Regions from separate parts of the Gasterosteus aculeatus genome. Here region 2 is linked to region 1. A link is a contact called in public Hi-C data. All regions are on one chromosome and are shown on one strand. Each heading gives the region's core, a stretch centred on a gene start, on an enhancer-like site or on the middle of the called end of the contact. The rest is flanking DNA. Distances are from core to core; before and after follow the strand shown.

Region 1 (6,803 bases), core at 2,993-5,492:
CACAGTAGTCTCTCACTATAGCTCACTCTCAAGCCGTCTGGAGGTCAAACATTTGACCTTTTCCTCTTTCTGTTTTTTCTGCTCCTATTGTTTCTTCCCCGCATTGTGATAATTAACAATTGACCTTTTAATGGAATATGCTTGTCACAGCTCACACTTAACATGTCCAATAGTTCCATGCCGTGCACAGCCGATACAGCAGCCAGCACACACTTAATATCTCACATAATCCAAAGTACACAGGGTCTGACCTTCTGGCTATTGAACAGACAATTAACCTTTGTGCTCATTTAACTTGATGAACTTTTAATTTCACAGCTGAAATCAAATTCTGAGAACCGTCCCCTAGAAAATCCATATCCAACCCTTGGAGTCAGTAAATGCTCAAATTGAAACCATCCGCACGTTTTGTCTTGGTCTGCCAGCTGCCAGGAACAACAAAACGTCTTACCTGTAGTTAAAGGAATCTGTCTAATCAAACTTTTGTCCAAGAAAATTTCCGGCAACCAAGAAAACCTCTCTCAGTATTGAAATCTCTAATGTGAAAAGCTGTTCATTATGACTGATCAGTGGCACCAGGAGCCTGTCTTAGATCTTCAAGCCGCTTTGCTGCTTCAGGATCCAGAGACAAAGAATTCTCCAAAGCAGATGTTGTTTTCAATAGTTAATGGAAAGAATAAACACTTCCCAGAGAAGAACTAACAAAGCCCAAAGCTACAGACTCGTAACCCACACGGACAATATTCAGGCGCACTACACAACTTAATGAAAGCAAACCCCGTATAAGCTGATTGTACCGCATTCCCATTTGTGTTAACTCAAACGAGTGAGCAGGTTTCTGATATATTCGGCTTTTTGCTCCACTTTTGCGCTTTAGCTCGGCCCTCATCGTTGGTGTTCTCATCAGCAGAACACCGGGCGTGTGGCGGAGACGAGGCCGCCGCCTCTGCTTCAGCGGACGCCAGTAACCGCTGGAGATTGTTCAGCTGCGGATTTGGGAACAGAAACAAGTTGTTGTTTCATCCCTGTCCTATTCCTGTGAAAGGATAACCTGCTTCCCAAATGCAATCTGTATCTCACACACACACACACACACACACACACACACACAGGCCTGATTCACAGCTAATTTGGTTAAAACCACAGCAACTGAAAGGGGCTACGAGGAAACGCATCGAGGGCCTTAAGCCGGATTGGTTTTAGCTTTATTGCAACATTTAGGGATGGGGGACAGGGACAAGTGGGGGGGACACTTTCCCTGGCCATCCACGTCAGCCAAGGATAACGGAACACAGAGTAGAGGGAGCGAGGAGGTGCAATTACAAAGTTTTAATTCCAGCCATGCAAAGGTTCAAGGTTTGATTTAACGCGCTTGTAGCAGTAGTTTTAAATGTGTGTCGGGCTGCGTAAAGAGAAACGTGGCTTTGTGAAAGAGCCATTTAAAGAAAGGTCTCTTTAGAGAACCTCGCTCTCAAAGGTTTACAAGTCGCTAAATTAGTTGAGTGTTTGTTGGAAGAAGAAACCAAGCCTGCGAAAATGTGACGGTGTGAACATCAAGCATATGGGAAGGGGAATGTCAAAATGCGACTGCCGCAAACCTGCAAAATATATTGCTAAATGTGGGAAATGTATTTATTATTTTGGAGAATGCAAAAAGGACGATGTTCTCAACGAGGCTACAAGGCCTGACGAACTGCCGAATAAAGACACAAGCAGACACACAGCCGAACGTCCCCGCACCTCCACGGATGGAATTTGGCACATTCACTGCAGCTGCCGATGAAGTATTTAACGTGTTGGAGCATCGGGGCTGTTACCAGCAGCTTGATTCTCTGTTTACATGTCCTCCTTTTCTTTGGCTTTAGCAAACTTATTATTTCTGCTTATGCCGTGGAAACGTCGCTATTGGCCTTCCTGTTTTTCTTCATTCATTTTGCAGTGTGTTTTTCTAACATATTTTAACATGTAAATCAAGCCTTGTTTCTTCGAAGAACCACTGTGCATTTCCTCATTTCCCTTTGTGAAGCATCGAGTCTTTCTGATGAAGTTAAAGCTTCCCCACATACATTTGACTCACTCTTAGATACAAGTTCAATAAGTATATCAAACCAAACTCACACAAAATGACTACTTGCTGCACTATTCCTTTGACACATTTCCCCTTCGTTCGGATTTGACCGGTTCTTTAAAGGCCTGTGTGAATTGTTTCCTGATCATTAGCAGCAAAAAGAATACAACTAAGCCGGAATAAAATGAAAAACGGGATGCCAATCAGCATGAGAAACGGCGCTTGATGATTTAACACAGTTAAATGGATAAATGGATGCAATGCGATCAAAACAGCCGCTTTCCTTTTTTTACTGGCAAAAGCTTCACAAGGTTCCATAGACGTCGCACAGCAGCCCACTGCGGGGCGCACTTTGCTGCTACTTTGTGTGTCTTTGATGTTGTGTTAAATATTAGCTGTGTATTGGAGATAACGCTGATCTGGGAAACCACCTCAGGTGAAGACAATCCAATGTAAAATTTAATGAACCCCAATAATCAAATCAATCAATGATGGATTGCTGTTCAAATTTAACCTCCTGTGCATAAGCGGTGTATTTTTAAAGTGTGTTGTAAACCTAAAATGTGCTGTACACGTCCTTTTTGAAGTGAAGTTAAATCCAGAGTTTCCATTTTCATTTTCAGGAGATTTAATGAAAGTCAGCATGAGCAGAACACCTGCGGGACCATTTAACAGGCCAGAAGTTCGGCCTCATTTAAACATCAGAAAATCATCTGCATATCAAACAACTATCGCTACGCGGTGGTTATTTTAAATCATAGCGCCTGCTGCAATGCCACAAATTGTTTGTGTAACTCACCGATTTCAAAATACGGACCAATTCTCTTCAGTGCCCCATTTTAAATTCAACCTGTCACTTGGTGGATACTGAATTCAGTGTGGTGCTCATAAAGTACTGACGGCAATCTGTGCATCAAGCACAACCTGTCGGCCGCGGAGGTGTGATGAGCGTGTGATTAAGTTCTGGCAGACGGTTTGATATGAAAGTCAAGGTGTGAGGAACACCTGGCACCTGATGACTGTCTGTCCAAACACAACGTAGGAAATATGGCAATCAAACCGAAATCACTTGGCACAGCATTTTGAATACTGCTGTTATAATGAATTTGAACGGTCCGATACTGACCGATTCTCTGCACACCTCCCACTGCTCTGATTCCAGCTATCTCCTTCCATTAGTCCGTGGCCCGGACCAGGCCTCAGGAAAGAGCCTTTTGCAAAAAGATATAAAAGCTTGGTACAGTAATATGTGCTTTAGAGAGAAAAGCAAGCAGTGTACTGCAACAACACACCTCCAGTGCATGTGCACAGCGTGTGTGTCTGGAATGTGTAATGAGGGGTTGTTAAGGTCAGCAAATGACTGCCTAGAAATAAGAAAATAAAGCAGGCGGAAAGGTGAAAGGTTCATTAAATGGCAGTTTATCACAGTTATTTTAACAAAATTATCTATCACGAGAGAGAAGATGAACGATTATAAATGACGAATATACCAATTTGTTAGTCGGTAGTTTGAGCAGGGCTGACTAACAGTAGAGGGTCAGAGCTTGAAAGCTGGTGCATTGTGCTACATACCACTGGCTTAAAATCAAGTACATGAAATGATTTAGAAAGTATACTTGACATATCAGGTTTTGCTCCCTATTTCAATAATTTAATGCTGATGTGGGACAAACGCCCGGAATATTGCTTGAAGCATCCACAGTTCAAACCCCAAGTCGATGCCCTTCCTGAAGAAGCTCAGTTAGATACTGACAATGAATCGTCGATGAGAGAGCTGGAAAAGTGCGAACGCTAACTCGCTCTGCACACGCAGCATTTCAGGAGATTTCTGCAGTGTACTGGGGACAATAAACCTCAGCAGATAAGTACTGCGAGGTAGTTGTTAAAGCCGGGAGGTTCGTTCGGATATGAGTTCATCGCAGGTTTCCCTGCGCTGGAACATTAACGTGGAGGAACACAACAGAGATTACGAACATAAACGCAATAATGAAAAACTGCTTGATGTATTCATCCCTCCCCTCTCGGTTGCCTTCCTCTTTCCCAAAGTCTGGAGTTCTGCCCGTTTACCACATCCCGGACAGGTCCACCCCCCCATTCTCAACATCTGTTCCCAGTCCTCTGTGCCCCTTTGCCCCTTTGCCACATGCCAGTGGCAGCTACCCGCCAGGACGCACACAGCACCGGCTCCGGCGCCGCCTGCCAAGCTGATCAAAGCGGGCAGCTGTCGAACGGATCTACGTGCCAGCTGTAGCCCCCCCCCCCCCCCCCCCCCTTGCGCGTGAATGGGAAAGGGGCCGAGGGATGGGAACAAAAATAACCATCCCAGCACCGTCAGTCACCGCGGTGCCATCCAGAAGAATGGGCCCGTCGGTCGGACGGCCGAAAGGCCGGTGGGATCGTCTCAGGCTGTTTTCACCAACAGCAAAGAGAATCAGCCGGTCGCAGATAGCGATCGTCGGGGGAGTTTAAAGGACAAAGGGACAAGGAAATGAAATTGATTTGATATTGTGGGTTTTCCTGTGAGACGCTCAGGATACGAGAGGGCATGACGAGTGGAATTAATCTGCATGTGGAGCACAAACAAGGTCGGGAGGTGTTTTACTGCCAAAGAGGGCACCTTTACTAAAAAGTAGTTAACAAGGACAACTGGGATGACTCACGGAAGTTCTTTTTAAGCTTAAAGTTTTTCAAGCTGTGTCCTTTGTAGGCGCCCGAGAGGTTGATGCCATAGTCACTGACCTGTGAATGCATGTGTAGCTGGTCTGGTCTCAAACGCCGCAAAGTCAGATCTGTGTTGTTTGTCTCAGCGTCCAACTCCAAACCAGCCAACTGCTGACTGGCTGGGTTCAATCTAAAGAAAAGAAAATGAGCAGATACTTAGTGTAGTAGTACTACCCGAAACAAATACACGTGTAAAGGAAACCCGCGTGTTAATCCGCAGCGTGTGTATGTAATAATTAGGCAATACGGTGTTGGTACCGACTTCAAAATAAGAGCCATGTTCCAGTATCAATAAATCTGACTAAATTAAAAATAATACATAATGACTGAATGCAAACTTTTTTTAGGACAAATTCCAATCGTGTGAATAAATCAAATATATTTTTAATTGCAAGGTTACAGGAAATTACTAGTTGCCCCTGAGAATGATGGCGGACACCCTGAGAGCATATCAGGACATTCTTATGAAGAATTAAAGATTACAAGCTATTTAAAGTCTCATATATGAGCCAATTTACTTCTTCCGGCCCACCTTCCCACTACTGTATTACCCTTCCACTGTTTCATGTTTAGTTAGATTTCTTGTGGATTTTCTAGCCCACAAACTAATCAGTTAGTGCATCTTCTATGTAGACAATCTTCTTGCAATTCTTGCCAGCGCCTGACCTTCGACCTCCATTTCAAGTGACAAGAGATTTCACATAAATGCATATTGTTTAATTATTAAAACATCCACTAATGTTGTTTCTGTTGTACTGCAGGAGACTCGTCTTTGCTCAGCCAGGCGAGCAGACTGTAACTCACTGGAGCTCCACTGTTTAATGCATTAATTCCCAGAGAGCTCCGTCTGAGTAGGATTAAAATACTTGGAAAGATGGCTAATAAATCATGCATTCTTGCATTGACGATGTTTCATATGAGCACATTAGATTGTTGCAGTAATTAAACCAAATCCTCCAATCACATAATAGCATTATTAATATTAATGTGACAATAAGGCTCTAACGGGATCTAGTGAGCAATAATTACCACCTCTCTTGTTTAAGCTGCTTTGTTACAGAAACTTCTTTGCCAAACAAGCAGATTCCTGCAGAGTATTACAGAAAGGGGATTGTTGGACTAATTAAAGCACCTCAGGGAGCCCAGAGCAACGTTATTGTTGGACCGGAGATGGTAGGGAGGGATATTAAGACAAAACTTGGGAGAGGAAAAGTTAGCACTTTCATTTGGGGAGAATTTGCACAGCCGCCACAACATACATACGGAAAACATCAAGGGATTGATATGTCAGTTATCACCTTTTCCTCAGAGGAAATGAGTGCACGGCTAGGACTCGCCCGTGCACCCAAAGGACAGAGACCACTCATTTGTGGTCTGATAACGGCACCCCGAGTTCAGGCAATTTCCCGTCTGGAAATATTAAAGGTTTGACAGATTGCTAAAATGAGCTGATTTCACACGATTAAATGACTCGCCCAGTCAGATATGATTTATAACCAGCAACAAGTGACAGCCATTGGAAAGGCGCCAATGTAAACCGAGCAGAATGTCTTCAATGGAACATCGAGGAAGCTTCAAGAATAATCGATGTGTGCGGCAACCCGCTGCTCAATCAAAGGAAAATGTGAAGCAACTAAAGGCTAATTACCTTTCATCCTTCATTTGCGGTTCTTAGTAACAGCTCAGCATGTTCACTGCAAACGTGTAACAACACAGCGGCTCCCTGCATGATCAATGCCTGTGATAAACAGTGATGCTGCGGCCCCGGCTGGATGGCGCTGAAGGCTTGAGGCACTAATGAGGCAGGTGTGGGTGTACAACAAGCTTTAAACGCGAGGCCAAGTGCTGCATATGAAAACACTTCAAGTAGTGGAATTGAATTTCTAATCAGTGTTTATGAAGTTCTGCGATGAGGCAGAAGTGATTCATCTGTATTAACTTTAAATATTTACAGCCTCAACCTACTATGAGAGGCCTTAACAACACGATTAAGTGAAGTAATACTCAGGGGAGG
Region 2 (6,803 bases), core at 3,105-5,604, 81 kb after region 1:
AATACCGGCTCAATAAGTAGGTTTACTGGTTGAGACAACGTGGGGTGAGAGAGAAAAGGACTTTCTCTCCATTTATCTTTGAATCTAATAATACAGCCCATAGTTTATTGCAGCTTTCATCTAATCTCCGGATGGCATTTGTTCATCACATGTCGAGTTTCTCCTTATCTCCAGCTCAACTCTGGGCTGTATCCATGATTTAAGTGCAATTTAAAACCCCTACTCCTGCCATTAGCAGCTCCATCTGCGTTGATCGCCATGTAGTCTTGATTGCGAGCAGAATCTCGTCTTCATTTTCTTTTATTGTTCTCTGTTCGCTCCCAATATGGTCTTGATGAATTTAAATCATCTACACTTATGAATCAGTTACCGTATAATTCCCTTGTCTGCGACTCATCACTCAGACTAGCTGTTAAGTAAGTAGGTGTGTGTGTGTGTGCACTTGTGGTTGAGTGAGTAAATGTGCACATGCACGTGGATGAGTGTGTCTAAGTGTGAGAGTGAGCAGGATGCATTCTGGGCATGTGTGTCGGTGAACTACATTCTTCAGAGTATGCGGGAAAGAAAAGAAATCTGTAATTTGAGTGTGACCCAAAAACAGTGAGAGTGTGTGTGTGTGTGTGTGTGTGTGGGGGTGGGGGGAGGGGGGGGTTCCGGTGGCCCCTCAGGCGCTGACCGCTAATGCTACCACCTGCTAATGACCCACAGGACCCCGTTGGAGCTCAAGGACGGGGAGGTCAGCCAGCCGGGCTACATGCCCGAATCACCTGCCCCGGGGCAACGGTGAGCCACGAGTAAAGGTGGATGGAGCGAGGAGGCGACAGACCAATGCGTTTGCCACAAAAACCACAGGACCGAGAAAACATGACTGAACTCTATCAACGCTTTGGAGGGGTTTTGTAATTGGGTTTTGGCTGATGCGCACGCGCACACACACACACACACACACACACACACACACACACACACACACACACACACACACAGTAGGAGCCAATGCCACAGTAATGAGAGCAGGAGGACACTCCTCAGGAGGGACGTCGGTCCTTCAGCCAATTGGCAGCAAGTGATCACACACACACACACACGGCAGAGCAAAAGTTAGGCGATGAGCTGAGCTGCCGGGGCCCCCTGTATGCCAGAGTAAGCTAACTGAGGAGCGCTCTCAGCCAGGAGGCACAAATGTGCATGCAGGCGGAGATAGGAGCGAGATCGCTGGAGAGGAAGGACCAAAAAGTTAAGTGAATGTGAAAGGAAATAGTCGGGACAGTGCAACAATTCACATCTACTTGAAAAGCCTTCAGTTGCCGCCTTCAATGGAGGCGAGTGCCGTTCCGTTTGTGGCGTGAATACTATAGGACCATGCACATAAAAAAAGCCTTAGGGAGCAGCACTCTTTGGATGTGTTCCCTAATTGCCTACAAGCTCATTAAACCTTATTTCGATGAATTGCGGGAGAACAACAAAAAAAAAACACAATACACAGCACCAAATAATAGATCCAATTTTCAGAACTGTTGAAGCTAAATGGCTTCTGCTTGCAAAGCCTGCAAAGCGCAGTATTATACATCAACGTAATGAGTGCTTTTAAAGAGGAAAACAAACAAAAGCTACCGACGAAGGGCGGTTAACAGAAGAAGAAACAAATAAATTGTTAGTCGGACATGATTCATGAGACTTTATAACACATGGATTCCATCCCTCACATCTTGGTGAACCGGCCTGCTTCATGCTGCCAGACAGTGAGACACAGTGAGGACCAACATGACGGTGGTCCTTGAGTTTTCTTGAAGATAAGTTTGGCTTTGATGCTCAACTGTGCTGCCACGTGCTCACGCCACAGAACGTTGCCACGGTCGGTCTAAATCGGCTGCCGAATGCTGATTTCAAGGTACGGGATGGTCTCCTGAATAAAGAACATTTAAGCTGCCGCTTCTGATTGCTTCTCTCAAGGATTTCTCTCGGTGGTTACGTAGCATTAAATCAATATAAGAGGGGCCACCGGTTTATACAAGTACTCATCATCCCGAGTCAACGGCCATGTGGGCTGTTTTCCCGGAGCAGAACGAACGGCCGGACCCTGGAGGGTGAGCCCCCGAGCAGATCCATCACGCACAAGTCACTGTTCCAGTCTGGCAGCCAGTGAGCGCACCCCAGGGAGGCAGGAAGACAAGCCCAGCATCACAGAGTCCCCGCCCCCCAACTACCCCCCCTACCTCCAAGGGAAGGCCAAACGATGCTGAAATGACTGATGCAACCCAGGGGAGGCTAATCGAGTGTGGAATGACTGATGCCCTCTCGCCGGTAGGGACGCATTCCAGGAAAGGGCGTCGCTTCGGGATGCCCAACGGAGCCAAATAAGCGGAAATGTTCGACCTAGAGGGCGAGTGTTGAATGTGCAGATTCTGGGCACCTGCAGGGGGGGTGGGGGGGGTCATCCAGCTTCACTTGTTTTGCCCAGGAATTGGTTGAACTAGCAGCAAACAAACGAAGCATCAACAAGATGACGAAAAATGCCTGATGCCTGTTTACTGCTCTCCTCTGCCCTCAAAGTCTTGTCCTTGTGCCACCCGTCCAATCCATTCAGTATCCGCCTCTTTGAGAGACTTGAGGGGTGAACCAAACAAAATATAGTAAAGTGCAGTACCTGAAGTAGTGAGAAAACAAACAAAAAGAAAGGGGCGGAGCCCTAAAGAGCGATGAGTTGGTGGATTAAAGCCGGATTAAGTCCAACCACCACATGTTTTTTTTGGAGCATGATTGAAGCTGGCACGTAATCGGGACCTTCACTGATGCATTAGTCTCTCACGCTGTCCGATCTCAACAGCTGGCCCCCTCTGGCCCCTTCCTGAGAGCGGGTCAATGTGGCGCAAAGGCAAGGCGAGAAAGCATTCGGCATCAGCAGTCAATAATAATCAACAGCTCTCGTGCACTTTGTTTTCACCGAGCAGAGAGCATCCCGGTCAGGACGCCTCTCGCAGACCGCAAAGCCCTCAGACGCTCACTCTGAAACGGCACCGACCCCGCAGTGCCTTGTTGGCGTGTTTTAAAATAAACAGAAATAAAGGAGAAACACTTGGATGTGTCCCAGATTACTTGGGGAGTGATTGCTGATTTGTGACATTCACGTTGAAAAAAAATGACACATGCGCTGGAAAGATTTTGTGACGTTCTCCCGGGAGGCACACACGCATCATATGAGCAGAAATAATCTAGATTAAAAAAATTATCCAAAGGGGAGACTCCAAAACATGGCATGAAAGTTTTAGGAGTAAAGTCAAAATAAATTTAAAAGAATCAACTTTACTCCAGCTGAAACTTCCACCTAATTTCCACCCAATGTAGTAAAAGAAAACCCATAAACAGAAACTCTGAGAGGCTCTCCCTCCTCCTCTCTCTCGCCGAGTCCACGTACCTTGCAGAGTTTCTGGTAGCGCGGCGAGGAGATGGCCATCCTCTGGAGCCGGTGTAGGAAGACCACCACTTTCTGGAGGGAGGTCCGGACCATGGCCATCATCTTAAGACTGCTACAACTGTGCAGCAGCCTGCTCCCGGTCCGCATTGCTAGCACTGCCCTACCTCGCTCATATCGTTCTCCTCCCTCACTAGCCAGCCGACCAGACCCCAGCCGAGCCGACGAGATGCGCGCACACACACATGCACACGGAGGGGAGAGCAAAAACACACACACATACACACTTGGAAGGGTACTCAGCTCTGCATGTGTAGTTGCATACACACTCAAACACACACACACATACAGAGGACACTACCCACAGTGCGTGCAGCCCCAGTTCTCGCTCTCTTTGTAGACAGTGACTCTCTCACAGCTCTCAGCGCGCACACTAATTCTCTCTCTCTCTCTCTCTCCCTCACAAACACACACGCATACTATGATGCAAGACGAGACACTCACTTTCTCCTCCACGCGGACAATCACACGCGCACCTCGACAGCAGAGCCAAAAGACAATCAGACAAATCATTTGGTACGGAGTCGGAGGAGGGTGACGAAGGAGAAGAAAAAAATAAATGAAAAAGAAAGAGAGCGGGGGGGGGGGTAAAAAAAAAAATTAAGAAGGGAGTGAAGAGTGGGAAAGTGCCGGGAAGCCGGGGGTTGGAGAGGAGAGAGGAAGGCGCCGTGCGCCGTTCACTTTTTACTGCCAACTGGACCAGAGAGAGATGGAGAGGAAAAGGGAGACAGTGCTCCCGTTAGATCACGTAAAGAGAGAGAGAGAGAGAGAGGAGACGAGAAGGAGCGAGCTGGAGCAAAAGCAGCAGTGCGATGGAGGACAAACGCTGCCTCTGCCGTGAATGTAGAATGATATTACGCACGACAACCGACGGATCAATGAGCGAGAGACAAGCAGAGAGAGAGAGAGGGTGGGAGGGCGAGAGAGATAGAGAGAGAGCGTAACTGTGAGTGGGAACCCGGCGCACAAATGAGATGCAGACACACAATAGAGTTAGGGAGATGGAGGAGTTCTTTCTACCGCCGAGGGTTCCTGGTAAATGTCCCATTCGTCTTCTGCCGTGACCGTTTTAGAGCGCGAGCACGTCCACGGATGCACAATAAAACTCTAGTAGTGGAATCACGAGGACAAAGCCTGAGTAACTAGGAAAAATTGGGTCCAAGGGAAAAACGAAAACAACGGCGTACTGATTAAGAGCATTTTGGGGAAATTTAAATTCCTGACGTGTGTACCAATGACACCGGACTTAAAAGGAGAGATTAAAAGGTGACTTCCGATGAGCACATCTGGTCTCTTCTCCATTTAAAGGCTGTGTGTTTAGCCAGACAGGACTCTGCACCAAGTTCAGACCTTTAATTTGTGCCTTCCATATGCGCTATCATCAAGTATCCAAAATATACGGTTGTTTCAATGCGCTCAATGACAAGATCTTATTAAAAAAGGAAAATACAGCACAGAAAAAAATAGTTCAGATACCAGCAGCTCCTCCTACTTGCAACTGTGTGGTGTGTGTGTGTGTGTGTGTGTGTGTGTGTGTGTGTGTGTGTGTGTGTGTGTGTGTGTGTGTGCGCGTGTGTGGGTGTGGAAGAGAGAGCGCATGTGTTTGTTATGTATTGTGTTTAATTGTTATATTACATAATAGCTCACAAATCAGCTGCAGTAGGAGAGACGATCTTATGTACTACAAGATGACAAGATAACAGAAGAGAACAGTTTATTTCTAACAAATTGAACAGACCAATCGTTTGCAGTTAATGAAATAAACAACAACTCTGTGTCAACACACACACACACACACACTCTGATGCTCGAAGGTTGTTTTATTATTCCACTTTCTACCCATGAGGGACATCCATAAATCCTGAATCCAACTGAGACACAGCGATGGAAATGAGAAGGAAAGGATGATAAAAACATTAACGCAGCAGTATTATTTTAAAAGTTAGCCTCGAACAGTAGCTTCATTACTTTTGTCATAAAACCACAGACTTGACCTTTGACAAGACTTTGAAAGACTTTTAGGAATAAAATCCAATAATATAAAGAAAGTGTCCTTTTAGAGCTTTAAAAGGACTTAAAATGATGGATCATGTTCGACAAAACAAATATAGATCCCTGTGACGGACGGATGAAAGTGAAAATCGTATCATATCCTTTCCCAATGGTCAGAATTGTATTAGACTAAATCCAGCCAAGGCCTAACAGTGAGTGAAAAGTTCCTTAAATCCATACCAAGTTAATACATTCTAAAGGCCATTCATGCAGTGATTCATTGTCATTTTTCTCTCTAGCCTTGGCCTCCTTTTGGCTAATTGGATACTGGAAACAACGCTGGCAATCAAGACAATGAAACCAAAAACTGTTATTGGCCCTAAGCTTTCGGTTTCTAAAAGATGTACGAGGCTGCAGCAATTTCTCAGGGACAAGTGGAAACTTGGGTACGTGCACATCTTTGTCAATGTCTGAAAAGCAGGTTGTGCAAATGACAGCACCTCAGTGTGCAAACTGAAAGAGGTAAAGACGGAGGTGACAGAGGCTTTGTCAAAAAAAAAAAAAAAGAAAGATTTACAGTGCCCATTTTATCCGTCGCATGGCTGAGAAGGAGCGATTTGGGGATTAAAAAAACGTTACATAAAGCATTAGACGATGTGTGTCAACCGATCCCTGAAGGGAGGTCTGAGCAAATGACAAGCTGGTGAGAGGCGGCGCAAGAACGCACGTAAACAACGTGCAAACTCGCGCACACTGAATTTCTGAGCAGCGCGGGACAAGACGATCAATGAGCAGCACTCAATGCATACAAGCACTCACACACCCGTCTGCCTGCCCTGAGTCACACACCTCAAAACAGCCACTTACACATGGATGCACCCACACCCACACACACACACACACACACCTCTGTCTTATTAGTGAAGGATGCCCTAATGGAGACTGACACTGAGATAATAGGCCAGCATCTTGGCAACCATTCCACACACAAAGTTTCTCCATCCGTTTATGTCCCTACCTCCAGTTGTCGCCTCAGCTCTTTCGCGTGGGCGGAGTCCTGCGACAGGTCTTCCCTGTGGGAGGCGTCGGCCAGCACGTTGACCGTGGTTTCCGCCTCTTGGAGCCATTTGAGGAGGGACTCCAGCTCCCGGAGAGACATCTGCAGACCCTTCAGCTCAGTGTCCAGATGGGCGTGGCGGTCACTCGCCCTGCCAATCAAATACGGCGAGTCGAACGCGTCACTTCTCATGTGAAAAGATTTAGGGGTTTAACCACCGAAGCGGGCAGAGCGCGAATAAATAGCGTCAGGCCCTCAAAGTGTGAGCACAGGTAGACAGGC

The links. A called contact is a pair of places that touch in the nucleus more often than the background predicts.
Region 2: a contact with region 1 is called in a Hi-C map of skeletal muscle, with 2.1 times the contacts expected there. The contact joins two enhancer-like sites.

Annotation. Positions count from the first base shown.
Region 1 is chr18:8,666,714-8,673,516 of fGasAcu3.hap1.1, forward strand. No RefSeq gene overlaps it. Among protein-coding and RNA genes, the nearest start is that of atp6v1d, 20 kb to the left of the region's middle. Within about 2 kb of position 4,243, at least 1 of the 9 cell types and tissues checked has open chromatin away from gene starts, as enhancers often do.
Region 2 is chr18:8,747,342-8,754,144 of fGasAcu3.hap1.1, forward strand. It overlaps utrn (utrophin), which reads right to left. Exons shown (of 79, transcript XM_040159944.2): 55 at 6,483-6,672. Among protein-coding and RNA genes, the nearest start is that of utrn, 49 kb to the right of the region's middle. Within about 2 kb of position 4,355, at least 5 of the 9 cell types and tissues checked have open chromatin away from gene starts, as enhancers often do.